6 separate regions of the Mus musculus genome follow, and all the other regions are linked to region 5. Evidence: chromatin contacts called from public Hi-C and promoter capture Hi-C data. All regions are on one chromosome and are shown on one strand. Each heading gives the region's core, a stretch centred on a gene start, on an enhancer-like site or on the middle of the called end of the contact. The rest is flanking DNA. Distances are from core to core; before and after follow the strand shown. Region 1 has its middle 4.6 kb from the start of Gm23477. Region 2 has its middle 79 kb from the start of Gm23477. Region 3 has its middle 260 kb from the start of Gm6634. Region 4 has its middle 250 kb from the start of Gm23477. Region 5 holds the start of Slitrk3 (SLIT and NTRK-like family, member 3). Region 6 has its middle 270 kb from the start of Gm23477.

Region 1 (4,804 bases), core at 1,581-4,080, 2.8 Mb after region 5:
GGCAGAAGACAGAGGCCTCAAAGAAGACCAATGACTCATTGCAATGAACATTCGTAGGCATAAAGTGTGGCCAAAAGGGTATACTGTGGGACACAGAGCAACACATGACAGTTACCACAATGAGGTTTCCTTTCTTTGTTGGAGGTTAGGTTGCAAAGGTGGAAGGTAGGCAGGTATGATTGGAGGGGGAGATGAATGAGATTGGATGCATGATGTGAAATTCACAAAGAAACAAGAAAACGTTTTGTTGTTTTTTAAAGACACTAGACAAATAGATGAAGAAATGCATAGTGTGCTAAGGAGGAGCCACCTCAGAAGGCAAACTGCTTGCCACTCATGCGTGAAGAACTGAGTTTGTATTTCCAATGTAAACATAAAAGCTATCACGGTTGTACACACCTGTAATTTCAAAAGCTAGCATGATGGTATATATCTGTAACTTCAGTGCTGGGAGCAAGGCGCTAAGGGTGAAGACAGGTAGATCTCAGGGGCTCACTGGTCAGCCAGTTTATCTGAGAGAGAAAATTCCAGTTTAGTAGATATTGTATCACAAAATAAGGAGAAGAGCAAGTTCTAAGTTTCCATGTTCTCTTTGAGCAAACCTCCCCCAAGGCATCTATGTGATCTCCCTAGTCCCTGTCCTTCTGGGGCGTTATGGCTTTATTGTGTAGGCTTGACTGATTCAATCATGATTGTCACCTCAGCTTTCAACTCCTCCACTATCCCTGGAGATCAAGAGATGTGGGAAGAAAAATCCCAACATCCTAATCACATCATTGGGTCTCCTGGCAACCAGGTCCTATGAGAGTATCCAAGAGTATGCCAAGACCTGCCTCATTAGAACAAAAGATGTTTCTGTCATCAAAGAAATTTCAGTGAATTTGGAAGCTCTGTCTTGCAAGCTTCTATCACTCAAGAAATTATAAAGCTCTTTCCTATGCCAGAAATCAGAATTGAAGACCAAACTTACAACAAAGGAACCTGCCAGCACCCAGCTACAAGGATGTAAAAAGCTTTGACTTAGGAAATCAAGCCTAGATGAGACGTAAATTTCTTATTTTATCACACTGTATAATGTAATATTAAGATAAGGTATAAGGTCCTATCACTTTGTTGAATAATATTGAAACTAAAGAAAAATTAATTTTTAAAATGACATTGGTCTGGAGAGATGGTTCAGTGGTTAAGAGCAAGTTCTGCTTTTGCAGAGGACTCAAATATGTCTCCCAGAACCATGTCAGACAGCTGAAGTCACCTGTGACTCCAGCTGCAGAGGATAGCACTCCCTCCTCTGGCCTCTCATGCACACATATCTTCAAATCCCAATACACATACTAATAATGAAAACTTTGTTCTCTTAAAAAAAATAGGTACTTTTTCTAGAACATATTTGCCTCTTGAAGATTATTATAAACTAACTTTTTATAGATATTCACACGGAGATAAAAACCAAAATAGCACCGTGTGGTAAAGACTGGCTGGCACACACCATCCACATGCCTCTACTCCTGAACTCATAGCTGGATCAGTTCTCTCAGCCTCAGTGAAGCAAGCTGTAGAATATTTTCTCCAAAAGAGGGCAGGCAGCACTGATGTGTGACTGCGCCACTCTACACTTCCTCTGGAAGAGCCACCACACTCTTCCGAAGCTCAAATTAGAAAAACCATAATAATCCTGGAAAGCATGTGCAGACATGAGATGGAGTCGTAAGATGTGAGGAGTCTTGGTCCCTGCCAGCATCACTACTTGGAGAGCCAGAAATTCAAGCAGTATGGTTTTGTAAGCTATATGTAAGCATTGCTTCTGTTACACCGTTGGGGAAATATTTGTTACAGCAGCTACTGCTGACCAAATTAAATTCTGTCTGTGGCACTTTTAGATTCATGGACATCTAGATTGATAAGCTTGGCCTTTCTGCTGAATATTCTGAATAATGAGACACAATGGCACCATTGCTCCATTTACCACCCTTTTTGAGTAGGCTTCTAGAGCCTAATGGCTACCAACTGTATTATAGCTTTCTGTGTGTATTCTACTCAATAAAGAACAATGTGGACATGCAATAATGTCTGTTAAATTTTGTTTGACAAGGTTCGCATCCAAATACACGTATATTTCTAGCAGACAGATGCTTTTCATACTTCCTTCCAGCAATGCTAATGCTTCGCTGGAGTCCTAATTCTAATACCTTGTAATCAAGAAAATTCTAATACATTGTAATCAAGAAAACAAGGCTGCTCCAACGGCATGTCAGAAGGGAGTGTCAGAATCCACAGCACAGTTGAGAAAAATCGCAATCGCAATCTGAGAAATTCTATAAATTGGGGCAGATTCAGAAAAGAACATTCTACCCCCAACACACAACACACACACACACACACACACACACACACACACACACCCTACACATGAATGTGCTGGGAATTTTCATATTTGTGACCACAGAAAATTCCATATCCAATATGAATCAAGATCACCTAAGAGCACTTCAGATGGTCTTGACCCCTTGTTTGTTACTGTATTTGCCATTACTTCATAAGCAACAAATTTGTGGGAAATGTGAGATATTTAAAAGTACCAAACAGAATCCAGTTTTTAACTGGTTCTAGGCCAGTTCTACTGATAAGGAAAAAATCCAGCAAAATTTGGTGATAAGTGAGCCATTTCTATAAAACATGATCCTTTTTGAGCTACACACATACTTTCCTATTTTTTCAGTATATGAGCATCCAAAGACGCAAGAAAGCCAGCTGTCTCAACAGCACCATCGCAGCCCACTTCTGCCTTGTCTATCAGACAGGGGATCTGTGTTGCCAGCCTACTGTCAGCACTGGGGAAGAGAAAGCCAAGCAGTTATCAGTGATTCTCTGTGCCTTTAACTTTACCACATTAGCCAAGAATAATTAGCAATGGTCTGAAAAGGAATTGGATTTAAAAAAAAAAAAGCAACAATTCACACTTCAGCATTTATGCAAATCTGAGTAATTTAAATGTATGAGATGATTAAGAAAGAACCTTCTCTTTAATTCCCCAAGAGTATGTGTGTCCTTTTCTCTTTATGCAAATTTCTAAGATAGTCTGTTCTTTGATTCTTTTCTTAGATCACCACACCGCTTAAATATAAAACATTGTAAATATATAGGATGGAGTTAGAATCTTGCCTGTGGCTTCATATGAAACTATGTAAACCTCTAACAAAAGCAGTATTCAGACTGGTTTTGAATTGTCAGGATCAAGTTGAGAAGAGTGGTACAAAAAAAAAATATATAAACGCAAATGTCTACTACGGAAAGTCTTCAGAACAATTTGTCAGGTCTAATAAATGTAGTGCCTACATATAAACTCTTAAGTGCCTTAAAGCTTTGTGCCCTTGCATCAATTAACATTTAATTTGACTTTTTAACAACCTCACTTATCACTGGTTTTTTCCTGCCTGTGAAGCTAACAAATGTTAGAGTTTCAAAGCTGGCAGTTTATGATTACTTATAACCAACACAATTTCAGGGTAATGCAGTAAGAGATTAATAGACCACGGGGGATGACACAGCCACGGGGCTTGCTATAAAAAGAGGGATGAACTACCATAATAGTAATGCCTCTCTTGAATAAATGTATTTGAAAGCTAGCTAAACCGATCTCCAGAGGGAAGTCTTCATCTTCATTGTATTAATAGTGCTTTTAATTATACTTCAGTAGTAATGTTAGGCTTTTGTTTATAAAATAATAAAATAAATAAGAATTTTCTTAAATACCCTGTCTTCCGATACTGGAAGTAGAATGAAAAAAAAAAATTGTGTCAAGGAAGAGACTGAAAGAGGCAAGAATTTTATTCTCATACTGTTTTTTCATTCATAGGTAGTTGCCTCTCTTTTTCTCTCTTTGTGTGTGTGTGTGTGTATGTATGTGTGTGTGTGTGTGTATATATATATATATATATATATATATATATATATATGTGTGTGTGTGTGTGTGTGTGTGTGTGTGTGTGTGAGGGCGCCTAGGTAGGAGAGAAGAGGATATCCAGATCCTCTGGAACTAGAACTGTGGGCCTCCCGATGTAGGTGCTGGGAAGCACACTCTGTTGCTCCCTCAGACAGTAAGTGCTCTAACCACTGACAAATCTCTCATAAGCCTCCATGAATTTTAGACTTAAGTTAATAAAAATGGTGTTATTTTTCTATTTTAGGATAAAAATACTTGATATTTACACATGCAAACAAACACACAAATCTATTGTTGGTATTAAGAAACACAAGCATTAACTCCACTATACTGCAAAAAAAAAATTGCGGTAGCAAATTAGTTAATACTAAAGACAGTCATCCTGTTTTCTTTTCAAGTAAAACATCTATGGACCCTCTGGCCATAGTTCTATTTGAAAACTGGTGGAAGAAAATTTCCAAAAATGTCATATACCAGTTAGATGAGGGAGAGTATCTAACACTGATTCTAATTCCTTCCCAGTTAGGCTTTTAGCCTCGGCCACTCGGCCTCCATCCTCCTCAGAGTCGTCTTTCCAAATCAAGTGGGATGAAGAGCAAGCTCTCAATTGTAGAAGCATAATGTAGCCACAGTCCCAGCTCTCCCTTCCAGTTATGGTTAATCTGAACTCTGTATCTGGGCTGACAGTAGATACGTGATGATTTTGTCTATGTGAATAATTCCTCCAAAGACTCAACCCCATTTCCCCCACCCCACTCATTCCCACACTGTAGTCTGCTCGCTGAAGAAATCAACCAAAGCACTTTATAGGAAGTCTAAGATGCACTGCTTTGAATCCATTCAGTAAAGGATTTCCATTCA
Region 2 (4,855 bases), core at 1,197-3,696, 2.8 Mb after region 5:
AAAGAGACACAGACAAATATCTCAGAGATCATTAGATAATAACTTCAAACTTAGTCCTCCAAAGCAGAGAATATTGTCTGGTTTTCATGACAATGTTTTAATATAGTCTGCTCAGCGACTGCTTCAAGTGTCTTATGGGACCTCATTACATCAGTTCCAGTGACACGGCATCACTCGTAGCTCACTACAAGGACATTGTTGTACTGGTAAATTTGTTACTTGGGCTGGATGTGAAGGGAAAGCTTGCCCTTCTTCACTTAGCCCTGAAGACTGAGGCCTGGAGTAGTCTCTAGGCTCATTCACTCGAACAGCTGGCAACCAACACAGAGTGTTGGCAGGCACCTTAACTGGAGCTCTTAGCCAGAACCTATCCATGTCACTGCTGAGTACAGCCTGGGCTTCCTTACAGCATGGTGGTTGCATGCCAATCACCATAAGCACTCTGAGGAAAGCACACAGTGCCAGAAGGAAGCCATATTTCCTAAAGCAGTGCCATTTTGCCCCATTCTGCTCTCCAACCAGTCACCAAGTCCCAACTAGGTTCAAGAGGCGGGATATGCATACTTAATGGTGAGTGACATGGTCCAGAAGATCCCACAGTTCCAGAAATGCCATTGCTCCCACATGGGAAAAAATCCTTCTTTCCATTTTTCTGGCTTTGAATCGAGTTCCAAAATGTACAGTTGGAACAAATATGCTATGAAACCAGAAAGCATGCTCACATTGTCTCCCAGGTGGATAGATCTTTTTAAATGACAAAGATTATTACATGCCTAATCGGAAACTTCTCCCACTGCAGCACTTATCCAAGATTTATTATCATCTGGGGAAGAACTAAACACTGCCCTTATTTGCCTGCTGCTCCATAAATATTGATTAGACAAATATTTGACTTTTATTCACTCACTGTATACAGAATTCGAGAATTCATCTACTATTGTAAGATAGGCCAACAAAATACCTTTAGTCTCCTATCTCTGATATAAACCAACTATCTGCTGTCTGTGAGAGACAGGGGTTTCGACTCTCTCACAAGGGGCCTTTACTTCTGACTTAGGAACCTCATGCTGTTAACTGGGCTGGTAACGCTATGTACTTATTTATGAACAGGAAGGTAACACCATGTTGACTGCCATGGAAACACTTGGCTATTGACTGGATATCATCATAAATATTGGGGTGTAATAGAAAACTATAGCTCAAGTATTAAAGAGGAATTTTCTCATCTTTGGCTGCAAATTTGCCTTCAGTGTCTTTACATTGGTATCTGTTAGAGGCAAAAGCTTTGCCTTTAACAAATATACCTAAGTTGCCTGTTGTGCACTAAACATTTACATCAGTAAGCTGTGGACATCTGTTAATATTCCATCAGCAGGTGCAGTCCCTGGGGACATAGTGATGAGCTTACCTGAGCAAGCAAGTCGGTAACTCCAAGTGCTATTCCTGTGGCCACATGGCAAGATTTTTGCCAGGAGTTGATCACAGAGAAAACTTATCCAGGCTGGTTCGAAAAGAGCACTGTCCAACATGCTGGCACTAGTACAAAGTGAATTGCTATAGCCCTGTATCTCCTACCCTGATTGGAATGATGCTGGGGAAAAATATAAAAGATAATTCTCCTAGTGGGCAGAACTAGCAGGGTACATATTGTGGTCCAGTTTTCCTGGAAGGAGACATTGCATGTGAAACAATTGAAGGGCAATGACTAATGGTTTGACCAGATGGTTGGAGACAAAGGGGTTTGGATAAACCTCCCAGAATTAACTAAGAATTCGAGATTATTTTTGTCCTATGCAAATGTTCAGTAAAAAGTTCCCACTAAAGATGAGGCTTTCAATAATCAAGGGGACAACTTGTTCTAAACGTAGATGCCAGTCAATCTTGATTTTCCTCCCCCAAATCCCAGGCATGTTTACATAACATGTTCATTTAAATTGCAGCCATGGCACTGTAAGGGGATTTTGAATAGACTCAACAAATGGACTCCTCACTAATACAAATTTGGCTATCATCAGGATTGAATGCCCAATTTTATAGCAAAAGCCACCATCTCTGAACCTCAGGCAGGTCCCCATATCCAAAGGAAAGCAGATAGCCTGTTGGCAGCAAGTTGGTTATTTTGGACCCTTCCCCACAGTGGATTTTTCCTTATTAGAATACAGACTTATTTTGGATCTGGATTGGCAGGCTCTGCTTGCCTCTCTTTGCCAACAATACCATCTGTTAACTTCCTGAATGTCTACTCATTACGAAGTTAACCCAAACAATATTACTTCTCACTAAGAAAGCTTAATTTATAAAAGAAATAAGATAATAAGGTGATGTGCATGAAATTCGCTGACATTTTTTTGCCAAAATAACTAGCCATCTAGAGTATTAAAATACATTATTAAATACTCAGTTGCAATGCCAACTACAAGACAATACTCTGGGAACCTGAGCGACTTTCTAATGAAATATGGTCCACATTGTTATGTTGTATTCTCAGCCACAATAATAAAATACACTCTGTGATTAAGGGGATAAAATGAACACATTCTTTTGATCTATCATTCTGGTTTATTTAAAATTATACCACAAAGCCTTAAAACATGTTATGGGAAATTACTTCATTCAATCTTCCAATGTCTGACTGCAATCATTATCACAAAATCATAGTGTTAGATTCATGTGTATACAAAAATAGTTAGAATGAAGTTATACTATTTGAGGTGGCAACAGTCCCCCTGAAAATCCAGTGTCAGTCATAGGATAGTCCTTTTCAAATTGTCAGTTAGAAAAGTGTAAGAAACCATGAAAACAACATAGGTTATTAATGCTGCCCTCTGTTGCTTCCCAGAAAATTGCTGGTAAGACTCTATTGATAAAGAAACTATATGCTTTGGGTAAAGTACTCGAAAGAACTGAAACTAGAAGCCAACTAGCCTTCAAAGTATAAAAAACGGGCTATCCAAGCTGTCAAGAGAAAAAAGTAACCAGTAGTTTTACTGTCTTAGTTTCATTTCTATTGCTAAAATACTGACCAGAGCTAACTTGTGGACAAAAGGGTCTGTTTCAGCTTACAAGTCCCACATCACAGTCCAACACTTTGAAAAGTCAGAGCAGGAACTGAAGACCTGAAATAGTACTATGCAAGAATGCTTCTTATTTGCTTACTTTTCATAGTTCACTCTGCTTTCTTATTTTTGTTTAACTTGGACCCACCTGCCGAGGGATGGTACCACCCACAATGGTTGACCCTCCCAACACCAATCAGTAATCAAAAAATTTCCTCACAATCTTGCCTACAGAACAATTTGATGGAGACATTTTCTCAATTAAGGTTTATCATTTTAGATAACTCTGATTTTTGTTAAGTCAACAAAAAATGACCAACACATCTACCCAGTTATAACATCTACAAACTACAAGAACCAGAACTGTAAGGTACCCCAAAGACACAATAGTGACACTTACATCCTATGGGTAATGAACAATTGTCTTTTTGACCTTAAGGCCCTCTCAGTATAAGAGAATGTGTGCTTGATGCTGTAAATCCAGCCCATTAGCCATGGATAGTGAGGACATGGAACCTATAATCTCCTCTACTACTGCTATTTCTTAAACTGGTATAATTTCAAACTACATTCTAAATATTCATCAATGTGCACATAGATAGATACAACTCTCATCCCTCATCAAAGCTTATTTTTGCAGCAGATGGAGATGATCAGAGAAGGCCACAACAGAACATAATGGTGTAAACAACTGGCCATGGGGTTCTCAGACACAATTGACACATCTAAAACACAACTCCTACACGAAAGTCTTAGGGAACCATCAAAGAAGAGGAGAAGAAATATTATAAGAAGCAGAGAAGTGAGATGTGTACTGTGAGAGAGCTAATCTACCTATGACAGAAAAGCTGCACCTCTGGCATCTGTAGGCATCGTATACACACATACATGCCCATGTATAGCCATATACAAAATTTAAAATTTCTAAATAAATACTTTAAAATGATAGTATGATTACAATATGTAACTTATTCATGTTCATAATTTAAAATTTATTTTTGAGAATTTCATGAATATGTTAAGGTTGCTTATATGGAAAAGGAAGAATAAAAAGGAGAAACATTTAAAGGGTGGATAAGGAGTTGTAATCATCAGAATGTATGTTATACATGTATAAAATATTCAAATAACAAACTCAATAAATATATACTTTTTCAGTATTTTTTCATTAATTTCAGTTTCTAAAAAAAACCTATTTTTTAAATTAATTGCATCATTTTCCTTCTTTCTGTTCCTCATTCTAACCTTTTCTATGCATTCCCTTAATCTCTTTCAAATTCATGGCATCCGTTTTCCTAATTCTTGTTACATATCTAGCTTTCATGGCACCAGGAGGAAGCATGCAAGTTCACAAGAGAGTAAAGCAATGTTCTACACAGTTATGATGCTTGTGAACTAAAATAAGGGCCATGGTGACAGGTAATCGTTAAGGGTGCAATGTATAAGTGGCACATATACATTGGCAGTAAAGAGCAGCTTTCTGATTGGACTCAAGGCTGCTCAAGTCCTCTGAGAGGCTCTACCAGCAGCTGACTGAGACAGATGCAGATGCTTACATCCAGCCATTGCACTGAGGTTGGGGACCCTATGGAAGAATTAGAGGAAAATTGAAGGAGCTGAAGGGGATGGCAAACCTGTAGGAAGAACAATGATATCAAATAACCTAGACCCCTATGAGCTCTCAGAAAATAAGCTACCAACTAAAGAGCCCCCAGCACATATGTAGCAGAGGATTGGTTTGTATGGCTTTAGTGGGAAAGGATGCACCTAATCCTGTAAAGACTTGAAGCCCCAAGGAA
Region 3 (5,128 bases), core at 60-2,559, 2.5 Mb after region 5:
TCTAGTTCTGAACCATATGTACACACAATCTGAATGAAGATTACATACATCATTTCCTATGCTAATCACCATTGGAGCAAAAAGCAGACACTAAAAAAAGCCAGCCAAAGTCTTAGTAATTTTTTTCTCATAAAAAATGCAAACAACCATGTAAGTCACTTTACTTTCTGCTTTGTAAATAGCCACTCAAGTATACTTCTTTCTTCTGAAGAGGAAGGGAAGAGGAGAGGGTGTCATTTATCACAACAACCTGCATCCAAAATAGCAATTATCTTAAAGATATTTGTGGGAAGAAAATGACAAATGTTTTATACCTTACATGGAAGAGCTGAGGCTGCAGCTGGCCTTCAAAGTTCATTTTATTACTTTATGATTCAGCTGTGTCTGCCAAAAGGCATCATTCAAAAAAAAAAAAAAAAAAAAAAAAAAAAAAACAATGAAGTTGGTAATTAGGTGTCATCCTATAAAGTCCCAACTAAAAATCTTAACTTTTGGTAAATTTTGACCTTAACATCAGGATCTGCTTCACCGAAATACTTCATTAGTGTTAAATTTTATGTCTGACGATTGCAATAGATCATTATATGCCATTGATGATTTGTTTGCAATTAAGTACAAACCTGTATTGTGATATCATTTCACTAAAGGCAAATTCCCAGCTGAGGAACAGTGACTCAGGCTCACACTGGAATTTACAGATAGCTCAGATTATTGTCAATGTTGATTGTGACTCACAGGAATCACATGAAAAAAGAAATGATAAATATAAATATCTGTTTTGAAATATCTTTAAAAACTAGTTCTAGGCTGCGGATGTAACTCAGTGGCAGAACAGTTTCCTAGTATGGACAAAGCTCTGGATTCCATCCCCAAAACTGCCTTAGAGAAAAATGCAAAGAGAATGATTCCACACGTACAAATAAGTGCACATCAAAATCATGGTATTCTTCCACTTGGCTCCAAAGACAAATTTTCTGCTTTTTTTTTTTTCCTGCTTTTAAGTGCATCCCAGACAGACCAATAAGCCTTGGAGTATCAAAATAGCAATCTACTTTTAAGTGTTTTAAGCTAGGAAGGTACTCAGGATCTTTAAGCTAGGAATATTCTTGACTAAAAGCATCCACCCTTATCTCCTGGCTCACCATTTGTCTTTTCTCCCCAACTCTGCTGCCTAGATAGGTTACTTCTTCCTTATAATAGCTGCCACCTCCTAGAGTGCTATCTGCATCTATTCTTGCACAGAGACAGGCTATTTTCCACAGTACATTGTTTCCACTTATCTCTCAAAACCTAAAAATGGCATTCCATATCTGTGACGATCTGGATTCTGGCTACTTCTGTGAATCATCTTTTTCCACTCTCACTTGCTCAATCTAAATTAGCCACAGTCTCTCTCTATAAACATATACATGAAGCCTCTTTCCCTCTCCCTCTCCCTCTCCTTCTCCCTCTTCCTCTTCTCTTTTCCTCCCTCCACTGTTCCCTCCCTCCTTCCTCCCTTCTCCAACACACAGAGTGCTCAAAATTAAGTCCCTGAATACATTTAAAAACCAGTGAAAAGCCTTCAGTGATTACTACACCCGGAGAGTGTCTGCCTGTGACTATTCTCTGTTCAGTTCCCTTCAATGTTTACTTTTTTCAATATGACTTTATTTTCTCATTAAATGTATCATTATCATCCATCCTACCAAATTTACATGAATCCAAGAACAAATATTTGCTTTTTCTAGTGCAGAATCTCCAACACACTGGACCAGGGAACCAGTAAGTAGTTGTTCAATGAAATAAATTATCCTTTTTAATTGAATTTGAGCATTGGTAGTCAAGGATGAAATGTTGGAAGTAGGTGTGTGTGTGTGTGTGTGTGTGTGTGTGTGTGTGTGTGTGTGCGTGTGTTTATGCTTATGTGTGTGAATTTCTTGTTAAAGTAATAAAATTTCACGGTGGAGAAAATAGTACTGCAAAGAGGAAATAAATAGAAATTATGATTACCATTAATTTGATCATTCAAAATAAATATTGTTAACATAGTGAATATGTTGCTGAGCTCTTTCTTTACCTAAGAAAATTCTATCCTTAATATTAAATGTATTTTCACTTGAGGAAAATATATTTTAAGTCAATACTAATCATGGTCTAGATGATCAAAATATAAATAATGTTGATCTACTTTTTAAGCATTTTGGAAAACTAGGTCAGTTGGGTTTGCTATAACTCAACCTTTTCTTTGCTTAATTTTTAATATAAAATTAATAAAATTGTCATTTTTTCTGGTTGGTTTTGTGTCAGTTTTATACAATCTAAAGTCATCCAAAAGGAAGAAGCCATAGTTGAGAAAATGTTTCTGTAGGATTGGGCTGTAGGCAGGCTTTTAGAGTATTTTCTTAATTGGTGATAATGGAAGAGTGCCAGCCCATTGTGATTTGTGTGGCCTAATGGCTGGTAGCCTTTGGTTCACAAAGAAAGCAGGCTCAAGTTGGGATCTCTAAGTTCCCTCTCCCTACTGTTGGACATTTCATCAAAGGGCTCTCCCTATGAGTCCTGAGAGTCTCTCACCTCCCAGGTATCTGGTGCATTCTGGGAGTTCCCCCCAACCTCCCATTTCCTGAGGTGGCCTGTTTACATTCTTTCTGGTGGCCCTCAGGGCTTCAGTCCTTTTCCCTCACCCAATACCAGATTAGGTTTCCCTCTACCCCCCACTGCCCCCCAACCCTGTCCACATTCCTTCCTAAGTCCATCCTGTCCTCCCTTCCTACTTGTGATTGCTTTCTTCTCTCTCCCAAGTGGGACTGAGGCATCCTCACTTGGGCACTTCAGCTTGTTGAGTCTTTTGAATTCTGTGGACTATATCTTGTGTATTCTGCATGGGATTTTTTTTCTTTTTTCTTTGGCTAATATCCACTTATTAGTGAGTACATACCATGCATGACCTTTTGGGTCTGTTACCTAATTCAGAATGGTATTTTCTAGTTCCATGAATTTGCCTGCAAAAGTCAGGATGTCCTTGTTCTTAACAGCTGAGTAGTATTCCATTGTGTAAATGAACCACATTTTCTGTATCCATTCTTCTGTCGTGGGAAATCTAGGTTGTTTCCAGCTTCTGGCTATCATAAATAAGGCCACTACGAACATAGTGGAACCCCCTGTGGCATGGTGGGGCATCTTTTGGATATATTCCCAAGAGTGGTATAGCTGGGTCTTCAAGTAGATATATTTCCAATTTTTTGAGGAACCTCCAGATGGATTTCCAGAAGCTGAGGAGGAGGGCGACCCTGTAGGAGGACCAGCAGTCTCAATTAATCTGGACCCCAGAGATCTGTCAAACACTGGACCACCAAACAGACAGCATACACCAGCTGATATAAGGCCCCCAACACACATACAGTAGAGGACTTCCAGGTCTGTGTTCATTCAGAGATGAAGCACCTAACCTTCAAGAGACTGGAGGCCCCAGAGAGTTTAGAGGTCAGGTAGCATGGGGGTTGGAGGTATCCACGTGGAGATGGGGTGGGATAGGGAGGAGGTGTGGGAGCTGAGCAGTTGGATGGTGGGTGCGGAGGGATGGGAATGGAGTATGGAGTGTAAAAATGAATTACAAATAAAATTAAATAAAAAAGAAAGAAAGAAACAGGCTGAATAAGGCATGAAGAGTGAGTCAGTAAAAAGCTCCCCTTCAGATGCCCTGCATCAGTTCCTGCCTCTCAGTTCCTGGCCTGTTTTGACTTCTTGTCCTCACTTCCTCAGTGATGAACAATGATGTGGATACCAAGTAAACCCTTCCCTCCCCAAAGTTGCTTTGGTCATGGTGGTGTTTCATCATAGCAACAGTGACTTTAATTAACCAAGCCAGTAGTGTATATTGATTTATATATTGTATAACAATATATTGATTTATACTGTTACTGTTTTAAATGAGAGGCATTTTCATAAGAAATTAGTATTTTCACTGGGGAAATGTGCTTTAAGTGTTCCAAAACATATTAGCTTGATCTACTATGGCAAACTATTTTTAGTCACAGAAAGTTTTTTAATGTAAAATTTAAACAGTATGGAGTCAGAAAGACAAAAGAAGAGAAAATGGAGAGAAGAAAGCATAAGAAGTACCACTTCCATGGTAAGGCAGGTGAATTTCAGACTGAATATGACTTCACCATAAATCAGTGCCATCATTCTCGCCTTAAATGGTTATTTACAGTACAAGTTTTGTTCATTTCCTTTTCAAAATGATCAGGGAATTTTATATTATTTTTAGTTTCAGACCAAAGTTATACCACAGACTTTTCAATTCTCCTGATGCTGCATGTAGTCGATTTTGTAACTGCTAACACTGTACACATTCGCAGCCTTTAGGGAAATGTTCCCTTCCTTACAGCCATCTCAGCCTCCTCCAGCAGCCTGTGCTGTAGGCTATGGTGCCTGGTGATTTCTTTTGAGATTCAAAAGAAGTTCAGAAGCAGCTGAACATGAAAGTGTGACAAAGGAATAAAGAAGAAAAGCAGAAAAGAGGACAGAGAACTATTTTTGTCTTTAAAAGGTCACCATGAAATTTGTATTTGAAGGATAATAGCATCAATAGCCTAGAAAGAGGCTTTTCCAGCCATATCCCGGATCTCTGCTTTCTACCAGCATCCTCTCACTGTCCTGCTTGAGTGGTCCTTGATGCTAGGACAGGGCTGATAACTTCAAAGCAGAGAGAGTCAGCATTTCATAGCTATTTGCCTTTTGGAGGACTTTACCATGGAATAAGCAAAGAACTGTAGTTTCAAATACAACTCAAATATATAAATGAAATATAAATGACACATATATAAATGAATATGTAAATGACACAAGTGAAAAATTTAAACTATTATATGTTTAATTGAATTTAGAATTTATGAAGTAAATACCAGGTATATTATCTACTTAACTCGTATTTTCTAGCAAAGGCAGAATGTGTAAGTGAACTGTTATATATAAAGGGTAAATAACAGCTTGTGTGAGTATACAGTGGAATTGTCTGTCTCTCTGCCCTTTAAACAAGGATGAAAGGAAGATTCTGCAGTAGTAGGTGCCCATGTGCCATCTCCAAACACCATTAATATCAATTACCTATACCCATACTCTCTCCAGTACAATACTACTACAA
Region 4 (5,196 bases), core at 1,767-4,266, 2.6 Mb after region 5:
AATTTAAAAAAAAAATTTTTAAAAATGAATGAAAATAAGAATTGCAAGAAGAAAAGGTGGAGAGGGTGATGGGAAAGGAGGGAGACATAGATACTCATGGCCAATGAAAAAGGGCTAAGATGCAACTATTCACACTTTTCCCTAGGGTGACTTCGTATGTCAATGCCCAGGTGCTTCAAAAGTACACCTAATTTTCAGTGTTTCTGGGTTACCGCGATGTATTCATTTTCTTCATAACGTATTCTTTCCTGACAGATTCAGTATTTCAATTTTTAAAAAATATCTTACTTATCCCTGTAATAAATAAGATCCTAGAATGTTAGTAAGTTTACCCACATTCTGTTGCCCCTACAAATGGTAAGATTAGATATTCAAAAGCTTTCTTTTTATTTCTCTCTTAAAGAAGTCTTTTCTTTTCAAGGAGTAGAAGGCTACCCACACATTGAAACTCCTATTCCCCCATGAAATTGGTTACAGAATTTGAGTCACCTAAGGCTACTCACCCATCTCTTCATCTTAATGGTTACACCCCAAGCACTCTAGATCTCCTGTTCTTTCATAAATGGGCGCCTAGCATAAGACAATAACCACGATGTAGGAAATGATACATCAGCCTTCTTAATTTAACCTTACATCCATCAGTAGTATATGGAGAAAGCACAGACCTTAAGCCCCTTCTGCTGTCTTTGTCACAATGAAGCAAGACACTTGTCTTCCTGGCATTTTCTAAATCAACTTGAGAACCTGTCCACAGCTTCTTTGTAAGTCTGCCTACGTGGGACATATTCGATATTCCTTGGCAGTCTCTGAGTCCTGTTTATCAACTACTGGAAGAGATCCATCCCATTTGAGTCACAGCATCTCAGAAAAGGAAAGTAGGTCTTAACATCTGCTTTCAAGTTGTCTTCAAATGTGATCAAATAAAGTAAACTAAATTATGAATATGACTTTGAAGTACAGCTATGCATTTGTACAAGGTGAACTCTGTTCTATAGTGAACACTATGGTAGATTACTTAAGAATACTGTCCTCATTTAACACAAGGAAAACAAGGACAAAGAAAGTCTGCCTGACTTCAGAGTTAAGATTTCCAACAGAAGACAATATGAAAACATGTGGGTTGTATCTACTCTCAGTAGTCCTACTTGAATATCCAACTCTAAGTCATTTGATGTGGATCCTCTCTATCTCCTAGAAACATGTTATAATATCTCCTGGTCCGTTCCATCAAGTGATGGACTCTAAAACATTAGTAGCTCTCAAAGACAATTTTCTAAGCACTCATGTGTAATCTGTTGTAATGGGAAATGTGATTACATAGCAAATCATCTTCTCCAAACATATTTTCTATTAGAAAAAAATGTACTCGCTTATTACATAATTTAATTGCTTACCTGATTAACTTAATTGCTCTATTTCCTTGCAAAAGACTTATATCCTGAAGCATGGGACTAAAGGCATATATCACTAAAATGATTTGAGTTTTATTCCCCAGGACCTAAATGGTATAAAAAGAGAACTGACTTTCTAAAGTTTTTCTCTGACCTTGACACAAAGTTCATAGCACAGTACCCTACTACCTAACTCAAAATGAGCATAGAAAAATATGTCTAACCTTTAAACTTGCAATGACTTGACTCTCCTATTTTTCTCTATTGTTCAAGCGAATTTGGTATTTAAAGATATTTATCGTCGCTTAAAATAACTAACAGTAGCCAGAAAAAATGGCTTAGCAGTTAAGAGTGCTTGATGTTCTTGCTGAGAATCTGAGTTTGGTTCCCAACACCCACACCTGACAGTTTATGACCTATTATAATTTCGGTTCCATGGGGTCAGATAGCTTCTTACTATCAGTAATGGTAACTAATAAATCTATAAATTAAAAGACAATAGATCTCTCCTAAGGCTCATATCAATATGTCTAATCTAACGAAGGCAATTTCAATATTTTCAATGGTAATGGCATTCTCTCGAACCTGCCTCTGTTCATTGTTTCTATTTCTGGTCTTCCTTTTTACAGACATTACATTCAGGATTGAACTGCTTTCAAAAAAGAGGTGCTTTGTGTCTGAACAGTGGGCTCCTTTTTTTTCTTTTTTTTCTTTTTTTAATGCCATAGCTGACAGGGCACAAGAGTACTTAAAAGGGAGTTTACCTAGAAAATGCATTTGTCACAAGTTTGGCAAGAGTCCACACTTCAAATGCCAGCAGCTCTCCACGAGCCCTGGGTTGTCAGCTAATTTCAGCTAAAAATGATTCCTACCGTGGATTTCTTCATTAATTATGCTTAAGAACCAGTTAATTGTCAGCATGGTGTTAAAAATAACTTTTCCAAAGCTTCCCCAATTGTGTTACTGTCCTTTGTACCTTGCCACAGAAAATGCAGGAGACTCCAGTGACTGGCTCCTCAGGACAGAGAGTGTCTCCTATTGTCTGTGGCAGTTGATCCAGTGTGTGAAATGACATTGCTATGCAGACATCCAACCTTTCTAAGAACCATCTTGTTTATCTTCGTTTACTCTTGGAGATGAAGGAAAACATTGGAAGAGCTTTCTTCGCAGCATGGTCACCACAATAATTACCATTGTCAAACGATGAGAATTAAATCCTTTATCCCTGAGGTCCCCACACCAAGGAAAAATGGAAATAAGTCAATGAACAAATGAACAAACAAAAGCAAAAACGTTCACATCATCAGCAGTTTTAATACAGCTCAAATTAGTATATCGATAGCTCAGAACAACACTTCAGTGTTTCAGGTCGTTAACCATAGTGTCTTACAGAATGAAGCATGTTTACTGTCATTTCGGAAAGTTCTTTCTTCCTTTATGAATTTTGGCAACGAAGAATTTCAAAGAGACCAGTGTGGGTTTGTTAGCATGCACCAGCTAAAGCTGTCAGGCCTCATTACCTCCAAGACAAAAATTACAGACTAATGTATTAAATGTTCAAATAGAAACAGGCACCGTCTCCATTCTGCGGTAATGGGATGACACCAGCAGCCAGCAAGCTGAACTACAGCCTCCTTCCCCACCCCCTCCGCAGCACAGAGCGCAGAAGTGGTGAGATGATAAACATCCCAGTCAAAATGGAATTGCTGGATTTACTGCCAGAAGAACCCAGCCTCGCCACTGTTCCTGTGAATGCGGCGCATTCATTTTAACAAACCCCATTCCAAGGGGTCTGTCAGGAAGCAAACACACTTATCAGGCTGAATATTAGCATTTCAGCTCCCAGCATCAATTTATCTCCTTTTAAAAAAGGGGGACTAGAAGTCAATTTCAGGGGTTTGTTCTGATTCTATAAAACAAATTGTTTTTAAGGATTGGGTAATGATGCATCCTGGCTGAAAGGGTTTTTTTGTTTTGTTTTGTTTTGTTTTGTTTTGTTTTGTTTTGTTTTAATATGTTTTAATTTCCCCACTGCTTTACTTAAATTTTACTTCTGTTTCACTCTTGGGTTTGTATCTGCAGATATCATAGATAAGTCCTTGAACATATTTTTGTCTCCTCTGAGCAGAATAGAGTCACATTTTAAAATCAACCTCCCTGACAACCAGGGTGAATGTTCCCTCCTGGTTATTCATTTTTCATCCAAAGCCACAAAGAGCCCCAAATTTCATCTCCTCCTGTCTGAATTCAAGCAAAGCAGTAAATTCCAGCATCATTGTCTGAGCATTCATTTATTCATTCATTCATTCATTCATTCATTCATTCATTTTTCAACCTTTGGACTCCTGAGAGATCTAGACCAGAAAGTAGAAAGTGGCAGCCCTCAGTTGTATAACAGATGGACACACTGGTCCACCCTCCGTCAAAGGGAAAATGAGCGTCTCCTAGAACTGTAGAAATCATACCTTAGTCCTCACCAGACATAGCTGGGTATATGCCTTGCCTGTTTCCAATCTAGATATTTCTATGATTTCAAAAAACCCAATATTATATGGGAAAACATTGATCAGAGTGAGAGCTACAGAGTGAGATTGACAGCTGTGATTCCTGGTTCTATTCTTTTCCAGTCAGGGATGAAATCTCAGTTCCCTTAATGAGAAATGGAAAGAGAAACATCCACTTTCAACATACAGCTATTGGAAGATTGAGAGGGAAAATCAGTGCAAATGCACAGCAAACAGAGCATGTCACAATCAGATAGTTCAGTGGGTGCTAATGATACTTGTTAATTTCGGAAGCCATTGTGATTAATCTATTCAATATTTTCACTTATCAAAATGTTATGTTTTCTATTCACAGAAAAAAATATTAGATTATTGCATTTATAGCAATTTTGCATAAGATGACTTTCCCTTAACACAGCTTTTACATTAAGTGTCTGTTCAACTATCACCAACTTCCAAGTCATGAAGTTTTGGGTGGGTTTGGGTTCAGGTATCATGGGCACCCTTCATGTCCATTTCCTTCCTCCATTTCTACCCTTCAATTATGGTTAATTGTAAATCACTCAAAGTAAAAATGAGAAACTTTGTTATCTATTCTTCACTTGTTTTCATTAAGTATTTTATTTCTTTGACTACAACAAACTACAAATGGATAGTATAATTTAACCAAAAGGCATAAAATAAAATAAAATAAAATAAAATAAAAATGTGTTCTAGTTTGTTTTTCTGTTGCTATGACAATAATACCTTGACCAAAGGCAGGAAATAAAAGGAGGAAGAAAGGATTTATTTCATCTTACAGCTCATAATTCATCACCGAGAAAAACCAGGACAAGAGTCTAAGGCAGTCAGGCAGGAGCTAAAGCACAGAACATGGATGAGCCTTGCATATTAGCTGGCTTCCCGTGGTTGTTCAGTTGTTTTTCTTTGACTACTTGGCTATCCCGCTACCCTCAGTCTGATTTCTTATATAACTTAGTCTCACCTTTCCAGAGATGCCTGCACTCACAGCGAGCTAGACCTTCCCAAATCGATGGATACAAAGGTAGTGTAATTTTAGCAGAAAAAAAAAAATGACCTGGTCTATAAGGAATATTGAATGTGAATCATGCTAGGGAAGCTTTTGAATTGTTAGGTTATATTTTGTTCTTAAATTATGAGTAATGACTAAACACCATATTTTTAATTTTTAAAATTATTTCACAAGATTTTTAAAGATTACATTTCTTGAAGTGGTAAATCTATCCACCCAGTGTGAACACCATAATGAAGAGAGGTGAGATATAAAGTTATCAATGCCA
Region 5 (4,623 bases), core at 1,083-3,582:
AAACCTTGAACTTTGCCCCATCATTGATGGGGAAATAAATGTTTAATCATTCATATTTAAATAAATCCCATTTCAGAACATCCATGTCACATTGACTTTTACTTGCTACTACATCATCAATAAAAAGTATCTTTTTTTAAGTGGAGGTTTCTTTTTTCCATAGCATGTGGAAAGTAAGTTTCAGTAAGTAAAGCCATAGCTAAAGCAACAAACATCTTTGGAGTGAACACTACAAAACAAAGACACATGAAAGGTGTTTTAGTCCACACATTTTTTTTTTAAATCTGGCATGAATTTTTTTGTGCTGACAGTGTTCACCTTTAATATCATCAGTTTACTCTATCAATTCACCTTTGCCATGCTCCTTAGAGCCAAGATATATGGGAGTATATTTGGAATCTTTGCATCAAAAGTAAGCATGAAAATCAAATGAAGTAAAAATAGACCCAAAAGTCAAAGAAAGTCAGGTAATATAGAGAGGATGATATGAGGTTCCTTCAGGGTTATATTTCCCCAGCCCTGAAGCGAAAGGCATGTGTGTGATTTCATACTTGCCTACGTGGAATATGGCAACCCCAGGAATTAAGTTGTGCAGCCACTCAACAAGGCTTGAAGCATCTCTTGACTCCTCAGCCTACTACTGCAGTTGGGTTTCTCTTACATCTGACTCTTGAAAATAATAATGATAATAATAATAATAATAAGGATAGTTTGTTGGCAGTATTTCTTGCATAAATTTCTTTGAAACCAAATTGGGAAACCTCATTAGGGGAACTGCTATGACAAATGTCCCTTCCACACCCAAGTTTTCACACAGCAAAGACTCACAAAGAAGGCATTATTGACCTAGAAAACATTGATAAAAGTTTGAATTTTGCCCCATAAAACTGAAACGCTGTATTTAAAAAGAACAAGCTTGATGTCATGGTGCTTTGGTCATGTTCTGGGTCACTGGAGATACTTTATTAATCATCTTAAAGGACACTGAGTATTTTGAAGAACAAACTGAAACATTTTAAGTATGACATTCTAAATCCCCACTTCACAGAATACCAAAGTGGTTACCATTCTGAATCAACTATGTTTGTGTGCCTATGTGTTACATAAAACTGAACAGGGCCATCTTTCTGGGCCTGACCAATTCTATTCTCTCCTTTATAATGATAATAATATGGGCCCTAGACTGTGATTAAATATGCCTATACAGCAGACAAATGAACAAAACCTCATAAAAGAAGGGGCAACGTATCTCCATGCCCCTCTCATAAAGATTGTCATGAACAATTTAAAAGCCCTGTGTCTTTTCAAGAGATAAGCTGGAGTTCCTTGAAAAACTTCTGAAAATATGGTCCAGTTGATGTGTTATGCTTACAATGATAATACATACATAATTTCACTTGTCTTGGGCAATTCGATGTTTTCACATCTAAAAGGAATAGTGAGAGTCACAGAGATGTCTCCCACGGAACTCCCCCTATCTCTCATGTTTGGGAGTTCGTGGGAATGCCACCCTTTCTCCAAGACAGTTGGCTAATGAACAGGATCTATTAAAAAGAACTGCGTTGGTTTGCCCTGCAGATTGGATGGAGGAACATTGAGCAACTGCATTAACAAGACTGCAGTGGAGGCAGTCAGTGGTCCCCTGGATCATGGAGCACTTTCATGAGTGCAAGCATCTTCCTAATGTCCTCATCTCATTTGTCACCAATTGGTATCTGACTCCTCTCCCTCAAATCTCCACCCCCTTCCAACCATGCTACAGTCTCATCACCACCCCCCTCAAACCCCCACGTTAGCAAGTAAAAAGAGATGAGGAAATGTTAGTACTTTCAGTTTGTCACCTATGTTGGCGGTTTCTACAAACCACTTGGAATGGCTCCTGGTAAGCATTCAGTGATGTTGCCCCCGATACAGTTCACATGCTCTTAATTTGATCATCTCCCCCCACCCCATCCCCTTTAGTTTGAGCTGTAATTTTCCAAACAGCCATCTCTCATTTGCAAAAGTTAGAAATCAATCCACCGATACAGAATGCTGACTTCCTGACAGGATCTCTCTTAGTGGAGCTGGCAAATTGTGACCAATAAATAGAAAACGGAGAGGGTGGGAGGGAGGGAGGGAGGGAGAGAGAGAGAGAGAGAGAGAGAGAGAGAGAGAGAGAGAGAGAGAGAGAGAGAGAGAGAGAAGAGGAGAGAGGAGAGAGAGAGGAGAGAGAGAGGAGAGAAGAGAGGAGAGAGAGGAGAGAGAGAGAGAGAGAGAGAGAGAGAGAGAGAGAGAGAGAGAGAGAGAGAGAGAGAGAGAGAGAGAGAGAATCACTTGCTTCCTAAGCAGGGATTTGCCTGCGATGCGCGGCGAGAGGACTGCGGCGGCTGATTTACACAGTTGGCGCGGAGGAGGGGCCGGGGGTGCGGGGGGACAAGCTGGCGGAGGCTCCAGCGATGGGCTGATCTGGGGGCTCCGGAGCGCCGCTCCCTCGGTGCGCGATTTGGGGGCGGCTGGTGGCTTTGCATTCGGGTTCCAGCCCTGCGTTTTCTGTATTGCCTTCTAGTCCCTGACCTGGCGCTCCCAGTTTAGAGGCAGACGTTCGGTAAGTAACGTGTAATCTGATTTTAGTTATTTCCTAGGCCATCAAAGCGGTACTTTTAAAGCAGGTCAGTCTTTAAAAGATGCGGTCGCCGCCACTGTCGCCGCCGCCGGGAGCGTCTCCTTGGCCTGGAACGCTCGCCCCCCTCCTCTGCCCACCGCTCCCTGTCCTCTGGCTGAAGAAGTGAAGGCGCTCCAATGGTGGGCTGTCAGGGGATTCACAACCCGCCAACGGGATCACATCGCCTTCGTGTTCTGCCTGAGATTTCCCAACGCCAAGTGCAATGTGGTGTGTACAGCCATACTGTTGTATCTGTGTCCTCACCCCCACCCCCCACCCCCCACCCCGCCACCTGACCAATGCTGGGATCTGAGATCTAGTCGCCCCCTTCCTGCCTTCTTTCTGTCTCTCCCCACCCTGTCTTCTCTCATCTCCATGCCACCCACCCCCACTCCCACCCATCCAAAGGGCAAAGAGCAAAGACACTCGGGAAAGCCAAGGGCTAGCTCTATCTCCTCGAGTAGACCGAGGCCGCAGGCAGGGATTGCGCTGTGAGAGAGACAAGCTTTCAGCGAGATACAGATAAAGAGAAATGCAGAAAGGGACCCGGGCTCTCGGGAACCGGGGCGCTTGCCACTGAAGGAAGAGCATCAAGATCTTTGATCAGGCCATCCAGGTCCTGGGACACTTGCACAGCCTGCCTGCCATCCGGAGCAAGCACAGAGAGCAGTGGTCCTGAGCCCACGGTCGCCAGCTTCACCGCGCTAGGTGCGCGCTCGGCTCTCCCATCGCTATGCAGCGACCATTTCCCTCTAAGTCTAAAGGTGGACCACTCTGAAAGGATTACAAGCGTGATTTGGTAGCCTTTCTGAAAGTTGGTGGCTGGAAGAGGGGAAGATACTGGGCGACAGAATGACGGATACAATGCAGCCTCGCGGAGAGTTTGCCCCTCCCGCTGAGAAGCCCCTTGGAGCGAACCTCGGAGATCCTGAGCGCTCTGCACCATAGGTACTCATCGACATCCGTTCCTACTTTGCCTGATTGCAATCAGTGTATGTCTTATGTAGGATATGTACTGTAGAACGCATTGACTTTGGCTGCTGGATCTTCTATACACTCACAGGTGCTAGGATTTTTTAAAAATTATATATATATATATATATATATATATATATATATATAATTTTAAGAATTGGATTCAATAGATGTAAGGACGTTGATGAAAGAAGGGCTTCTGGAGACTAATATAACCTCAAACCTGTTTTTCAGGGGAAAGAAATCTTAACTCTAACATATAGGCCAGGTGGCCAAGAGGAAAACCCCTCCCCCCGTGGAGCGCTGGGTTGTATTTTAAGAGACAGAAGGAAAACGGGGATGGATATATATATATATATATATATATATATATATATAATTTTTTTCTAAAGAGACTCCTTGTATGCCTTGCCTGTCAGTAGCGGAGTAAAAAAAGATTCTATAGAAGGCTCATAGCTCTTCAGAAAATGAATGATGCAGCATTTTAATTATTTGTTCCAGGGAGATCGTTTCGCTTCCATATTGGAATATTTAATCTTAGATCTGGAATGAAGGGGAGTACTGAAGAGGGGGGGTAGGAAAGGGGCTTGCTGTGTAGAAAGAGCTTCTTGTCCTTCTCTGGACAAATCAATGGTGCCGGCGCTCCCAGCAGGACACAGAAGAAACCAGCCAGAGGGCCCAGCATCCCCTAACTTTCAGAGCCCTTCCCACCCTTTAAACATGCTATGCTAAAATAAAGGCAAGAGAACTCATGAAAGGCCTTTAGAACATGGCCAAAGTCCAGCACTAAGGACTGTGGTTCCAGAGACTACTGGGACGTGGTTGCAGAGGCCATTTACTGTGACTGTGAAGCCCAGGACAGCCTCCTGATTACCTATTCATTCCATTAGAGCCTGGGTTCCCACAGGATCCCTGAAGCAGCTGCTGCCTTTGCAGACTGGGTGACCAAGGAGATGGGTTCAGGGTACTGGAGAGGGAGGTAAAACTGGTCCGTCCCGAGCAGT
Region 6 (5,129 bases), core at 1,825-4,324, 2.6 Mb after region 5:
CTCTAAGGAGTTGTCAACACAAAGGAGTCATTTATCAGAAAGTGAAGGGATTCCAGGATGAAACATTCTCTACAAATTCAATGTATGATCACTTCATAATTTATAAGACTCAGAGAGTTTTGGTTTGCTTTGCTTTGAAACTGAGACCCTGAGTGGTTGTTCTAGGGAAACATTTTTCCCTGCTGTATCTTTTCATTGACATAAGAAAGAGCTGTGTAAGTGAAGGTCTTGCTATGACTTCAGTACCAATAGCAGAGAAGACGGAAACTATGAAAAAATTCTCTGAAGTATATACTATAACCACGACTGTTATTTGGCATTATCATACTGTGATTGATATAGAAGATTTATATATTTTTGAAAAATATTTCTTCCCTGTCAGAACATATAAAAGTGCTAGGAATGGCAAAAAGATTAAGAATGGTGTGGCCTTGGGAGCAATTTAATTAGGAAGACAGACACTTAAAGAAATGAGGAGAAAACAGTATGTGTTGCAGCTGTTTTCTAGCAATTATTAGAAGGTGGCAGTAGAAGTCACTAATTCAGTCTTTGAAAGCTTCTTACTAGTTTTAATTGGCTTCACACAACAACCACACAATAATCACACCTACTTGTGGTCCTTGGAATATGTTTAACCCGTGAATGATGGGGGGGGGGGTAGCATCAGAGCCCATTCCTGGGCCCATTATCAACTGAGTGAGCCTCATCTGAAGAAGTTTGTTTGCTGAATGACTGCTAGGATTCCTCCTGCATATTAGGAAACATTTTTTGATGATGTATTTCTTTTTTAATGTAAAATAAAATGTGTCAAGAAAACGTATTCTTCCTGTTTAGCCAAAGCTTGGATGTTGCGTTTCTTGCCGTTTACTTTCTTTTCCCTCTTTTCAATTCTTTTGCCTTTAAAACACATCAAGAGAAAATAATTCCACCAAGAATTGTGGGACATGACTTTATTTTTTTTTAATTTTTATTTATCATCCCGTTCTTTTACATCTCAAACGCCATCCTACCTCCCTTTTACCCCCTGCACAAACCCACCATCCCATGATATTCTTCTTCCGTGTTAATCCTCCGCCACCCCCCATCCCACATCTGCCCACCCACTTCCCTTCTGCCTGTATGGATGAGAGTGCTCCCCCACTCATCCCTACTCTCCCTCCACACCGTTCCAGCACCCACCTGCTCTGGGGCATCAAACCTCCCCAGGAACAAGGGCCTCCCATCTTACTGCTGTCGGGCAAGGACATCCTCTGCTACATACTTATCTGGAGCCAACGATCCCCTGGTTGGTGATCTAGTCTCTGGGAGCATTGGGTTGTCAGGCCAACCTATTTTGTTCTTCCAATGGGGTTGCAATCCCCCTCCACTCCTCCAATCCTTCTACCAGCTCCCCCACCAGGTTTCCCAAGTTCAGCCTGATGATTGGCTCCAAGCATCCACCTCTGCATTGGTCAATTGCTGGCTGGACCTCCCCAGGAACTGCCACACTAGTTTACTGTCCTCAAGCGCCTCTTCACCATGGCAACAGTATTGGTTTGGTGTCTGCATACATGATGGGTCGCTAGGTGGGGCCGTTCCCCAGTTGGCCCTTCCTTCAATCTCTGTTCCACTTTTTTGTCCCTGTTCTTCCTTTAGACAAGAACATTTCTGGGTTAAAAAAATCTTTGAGATGAGTAGGTGGCTCCATCCCTGGACCAGGGGCCTTGCCTATCTACTGAAGGTGGTCTCCACAGGTTCTATCTCCCCCTTCTCTGCGAATTACGGCTTAAGTCAATTCCATTGGGTCCTGGGAGCTGCAGGTTTCTCTGGTGTCTAGGATCCTCCAGTGGCTATCCCCAGTTCCTCATGCCCCCTGCTACCTGAGAAAGGAGGAGGACGAGGAAATAAGAGTGGCAGGATCAAAATTAAGAAGAGACTTGAGAGAAGTACAGAGGGTATGGAAATTGAATCGAATAAAAATAGTGGGACATGCCTTTAATTCCAGTACTTAGGATGCAGAGGCACCCAGGAAACCTAGTCTACATAGTGAGTTCCAAGATAGCCAGAGCTACAGTGAGACCTGTCTCAAAAAGGGGAGGGTGGGATGGAGTTTATTTTGCTTTCTTCCATTAAGGGAAAAAAAAATCCAAACTATGATTGGGTCGTGTAGAACAATATCTAGAAACTGAAATTTAGGGGCTTGCAATATCGGCACAAGCATGAAGGCCTGAATTTAAATCTTGACCATCCATATTAAAAGGCACTCATGGACCTGCACGTCCATAAACTAGTACTGTGGTGGATGGGCACAGGAGGATCAGACATCACTAACTCCTGCCTAGATCCATGTTCAGTAAGAGAGCCTGTCTCCGTGGAATAGAGCAGAGAATGATAATGCAGAGCACCTAGACTCCTCTCGCCTCGGGTGGTATAGTACTCACACCTACACACATGTGCACCTCTCTCTCTCTCTCTCTCTCTCTCTCTCTCTCTCTCTCTCTCTCTCTCTCTCTCTCTCTCCCTCTCTCTCTCTCTCTCTCTCTCTCTCTCTCTCTCTCTCTCTCTCTCTCTCTCTCTCACACACACACACACACACACACACACAGATCCAAAAAACAGAAACAAATATTTTTAATAAAAATCTTTAAAAAAAAAAAAAGTAAAGAAAAGAAACTGCGATTTCACGGGAACCCTCTGTCTGGCCCTGTCGGGTGTTTTTATAGGGTTATGAAACAGATTAGTGTAAAGGGAATGAGGGCGCCAACAGCATTACAGTATGTAAATGTAGGCCATGACAAAGCTTCCTAAAGAGAAACGGATTAACAAACTGGCTAAATCAGCTACATATGAAAAATTGATCAACAAAGTACAAAATAATGAACAGCCCTAGGGTGTTTCCACTGCCTGAGAAAAGAAAACAGATTATTTCTCATTTGCAAACCTCTGTGCGTTACCGCCGCAGACACTTAGGCCTCTATGACCCTGAAGAATTTCCAAGTCAAGGCTTCCCAGCCAAGCAGCACTCACACTGAAAGAGTTCAGATTGCCAGCAAGGGCTGGGGAACTGACAGGAAACAAACTGCCTGCTGGGTTCTGAACTGTCAAAACTGAACAAAAGAAATGGATTCTTCAAACAAGCCATTATTGGAAGGCAGCAGGGGAAAGGGGGAATTTTTGGGTTCCTCTCCACCTTGAACTTCAGCTCAGGATTGTGAAGGAGTAAGGGAGGATCTATTTAGAGTAATGGTTTAATCAAAGCTCACATTTCCATGAGCTCCTGTCATTTCTTCTTTGCGCTCAGCTTAGCTTCTAGCATGCCAGAGACAAAAGGTTCAGCTGGCAGAACAAGGCTGATGCAACCCTGCTGCAGCTCTTCCAAAACATCCAGCAAAACCTGCCTCAGGTTTCTGGGGAACTAGGGAGCCCCAAGCCTCACAGGCACAAGGGCCATCAGATGGGGAAGCAGCTCTCAGCAGATTGCTCTCCTCTGACCAGCTTCTGCTTTCCCTTTCAAGGTTTCTAATTGACATTTCGGGCTCAAACTTAGTTTGTCAGTGTGAATGTGTTTTGCTTCTCCTTTTAAAGAAAAGCTTAAAACTCAGTAATTAAAATGCTGATTAACTTTTAAATACTGAAGTGTTTTATTCTGCTTCTGAGAACCTCATGCTTCAAGCTGCGCTTTTATTTAATGTGAGGCCAGGGGTGTTCCTCCTTATTTTCAAATGTGAAAAACTAAGAAAAAGGGCAAGTGAAGCTCAATTGAATGCACCAGGGATGTTATGATCACAAATGAAGCCCAAGGGGGAGCATCAATGCTATGGAGCATAAACCTTTGCAAATGCCAGTGACTGGGAGAGACTGGAGCACTGACCTTCAGAAATGATAAGGCGAGGAGTGGCCAAGAGTTGGAACTGGAAAGGAGGGACAGAGATAATGGGAAGGAGTTTAATTTGATTCCAAACATCGGAGTTGTTGTTGAAGGTTTTGAAGGAGGCAGCAGATGTAATCTAATCTACGTGTTTGAAAAGTCGTTTATGCATATCAATGTGTATGTGTGCTTATGATAGCTCCCATATGTGAATCCTGGCTGTGCATTAGAGTTTACTCTACAATCCTTAATAGAGCAGTTGGTTTTTTGTAGCTTGCTCAAAGCAACAACTATTGTAAGCAGCAGAGCTAGGGCAGAAACCAAGCTACAGGATTATAGCATCCCTGCTTTCAGATCACTAAGTTTTAACACATAGCTAAACCAGTGACCAGGCAGCCCAAGGCTCTGTGCACCACACCATCTGCATTCCCTAGACTTGGTAAAATTGAGTCTACTGCTTCATGCAATAGGACTTCCTACCAAGTTTCTGTTTCCTGGTAATTACGGAAACACATATACCTCTAAATGTGCACCAGAGCCCATACATAAACTCTCCATAGGAAGCACCTTAAATAGTATTGATAATTTGCATGTACATATGTTTTCAGGGCTGACCACTCCATATTGCATAACCAATTGGTATGTTCATTCAGGGGACGATGACTTCTTCAGCTGTCAGTGTTCTTTTTATTTTTTTTATTTTGTTTTAATTTGGTGTATTTGCTTTCTGTGACAGTCTCTGTACATAGTCCTGGTTGTCCTGGAACTCACCATACAGACCAGACTGGCCTCAAACTCAGAGAGATGCCACCTCTGCCTCGCAAGCAAGTGCTGAAATGAAAGGTGTGCAGCATCACAGCAGTGTGGCTCGCAGCAGTCTTCAGTTGCCTACAGTTTTTTGTGTAGTGTTACAGCCTCTCTGGCTTTCCCCTTCTACGCCATTGTGTTTATCTTTGTCCTTTCTCAGCTCATGTTTAAGCAGTTATATTGATAAGACTTTAGAAGGACTGAGTTGTTTTATGTAGGAATGTGTGTGTGTGTGTGTGTGTGTGTGTGTGTGTCTGTGTGTGTGTGTCTCTGTGTGTGTGATATATACATATACATACATAACAAGAATTCATGGGGAAAAAAGAGGCCATTAATTAGAGAGGTATATAGAAGGGTTTGAGGCAGAAAAGGGAAGGAAATGATGAAATTGTATCATAATCTCAAAAGTAAAAGAAATAATTAATACTACTGATAAACAAAATACTTACTTATGTACAGAAGGTGAAGTTTATTT

What was found. Promoter capture Hi-C pulls out the DNA fragments that hold promoters and counts their contacts. A called contact is a pair of places that touch in the nucleus more often than the background predicts.
Region 1: a contact with region 5 is called in a Hi-C map of cortical neurons, with 2.9 times the contacts expected there. The contact joins the enhancer-like site here to the promoter of Slitrk3 in region 5. A contact is called at or near these places in 10 of 39 promoter capture datasets (the 3T3-L1 cell line, the C10 cell line, cranial neural crest and 6 more), 4 of 484 Hi-C or Micro-C datasets (cerebral cortex and cortical neurons), 4 of 115 datasets of contacts at active chromatin or transcription factors (VIP interneurons, astrocytes, embryonic forebrain and 1 more) and 1 of 9 other capture datasets (embryonic stem cells).
Region 2: a promoter capture Hi-C map of hippocampal neurons shows a contact between it and region 5, with 14 times the contacts expected there. The contact joins the enhancer-like site here to the promoter of Slitrk3 in region 5. A contact is called at or near these places in 14 of 39 promoter capture datasets (the 3T3-L1 cell line, 3T3-L1-derived adipocytes, HPC-7-derived erythroid cells and 8 more), 1 of 484 Hi-C or Micro-C datasets (cerebral cortex), 6 of 115 datasets of contacts at active chromatin or transcription factors (VIP interneurons, astrocytes, embryonic forebrain and 3 more) and 1 of 9 other capture datasets (embryonic stem cells).
Region 3: a contact with region 5 is called in a Hi-C map of cortical neurons, with 2.9 times the contacts expected there. The contact joins the enhancer-like site here to the promoter of Slitrk3 in region 5. A contact is called at or near these places in 3 of 39 promoter capture datasets (the C10 cell line, cranial neural crest and liver), 2 of 484 Hi-C or Micro-C datasets (cerebral cortex and cortical neurons) and 5 of 115 datasets of contacts at active chromatin or transcription factors (SST interneurons, VIP interneurons, astrocytes and 2 more).
Region 4: a contact with region 5 is called in a promoter capture Hi-C map of hippocampal neurons, with 25 times the contacts expected there. The contact joins the enhancer-like site here to the promoter of Slitrk3 in region 5. A contact is called at or near these places in 11 of 39 promoter capture datasets (the 3T3-L1 cell line, cranial neural crest, frontonasal cranial neural crest and 6 more), 30 of 484 Hi-C or Micro-C datasets (Sertoli cells, adipose-derived mesenchymal stem cells, brain and 17 more), 10 of 115 datasets of contacts at active chromatin or transcription factors (SST interneurons, VIP interneurons, astrocytes and 7 more) and 1 of 9 other capture datasets (embryonic stem cells).
Region 6: a promoter capture Hi-C map of second pharyngeal arch cranial neural crest shows a contact between it and region 5, with 13 times the contacts expected there. The contact joins the enhancer-like site here to the promoter of Slitrk3 in region 5. A contact is called at or near these places in 7 of 39 promoter capture datasets (the 3T3-L1 cell line, cranial neural crest, frontonasal cranial neural crest and 4 more), 4 of 115 datasets of contacts at active chromatin or transcription factors (VIP interneurons, embryonic midbrain, forebrain and 1 more) and 1 of 9 other capture datasets (embryonic stem cells).

What each region holds. Positions count from the first base shown.
Region 1 is chr3:70,221,862-70,226,665 of GRCm38.p6, reverse strand. No RefSeq gene overlaps it. Among named protein-coding and RNA genes, the nearest start is that of Gm23477, 4.6 kb to the left of the region's middle. Within about 2 kb of position 2,830, at least 16 of the 459 cell types and tissues checked have an H3K27ac peak or open chromatin away from gene starts, as enhancers often do. A contact at or near this core is called in cortical neurons, where this site is marked.
Region 2 is chr3:70,305,007-70,309,861 of GRCm38.p6, reverse strand. No RefSeq gene overlaps it. Among named protein-coding and RNA genes, the nearest start is that of Gm23477, 79 kb to the right of the region's middle. Within about 2 kb of position 2,446, at least 12 of the 459 cell types and tissues checked have an H3K27ac peak or open chromatin away from gene starts, as enhancers often do. A contact at or near this core is called in VIP interneurons and hippocampal neurons, where this site is marked.
Region 3 is chr3:70,540,247-70,545,374 of GRCm38.p6, reverse strand. No RefSeq gene overlaps it. Among named protein-coding and RNA genes, the nearest start is that of Gm6634, 260 kb to the left of the region's middle. Within about 2 kb of position 1,309, at least 5 of the 459 cell types and tissues checked have an H3K27ac peak or open chromatin away from gene starts, as enhancers often do. A contact at or near this core is called in SST interneurons and cortical neurons, where this site is marked.
Region 4 is chr3:70,480,526-70,485,721 of GRCm38.p6, reverse strand. No RefSeq gene overlaps it. Among named protein-coding and RNA genes, the nearest start is that of Gm23477, 250 kb to the right of the region's middle. Within about 2 kb of position 3,016, at least 54 of the 459 cell types and tissues checked have an H3K27ac peak or open chromatin away from gene starts, as enhancers often do. A contact at or near this core is called in SST interneurons, VIP interneurons, brain and 7 more, where this site is marked.
Region 5 is chr3:73,055,512-73,060,134 of GRCm38.p6, reverse strand. It overlaps Slitrk3 (SLIT and NTRK-like family, member 3), which reads left to right and starts at 2,332. Exons shown (of 2, transcript NM_001357851.1): 1 at 2,332-2,587.
Region 6 is chr3:70,499,371-70,504,499 of GRCm38.p6, reverse strand. No RefSeq gene overlaps it. Among named protein-coding and RNA genes, the nearest start is that of Gm23477, 270 kb to the right of the region's middle. Within about 2 kb of position 3,074, at least 27 of the 459 cell types and tissues checked have an H3K27ac peak or open chromatin away from gene starts, as enhancers often do. A contact at or near this core is called in VIP interneurons, forebrain and second pharyngeal arch cranial neural crest, where this site is marked.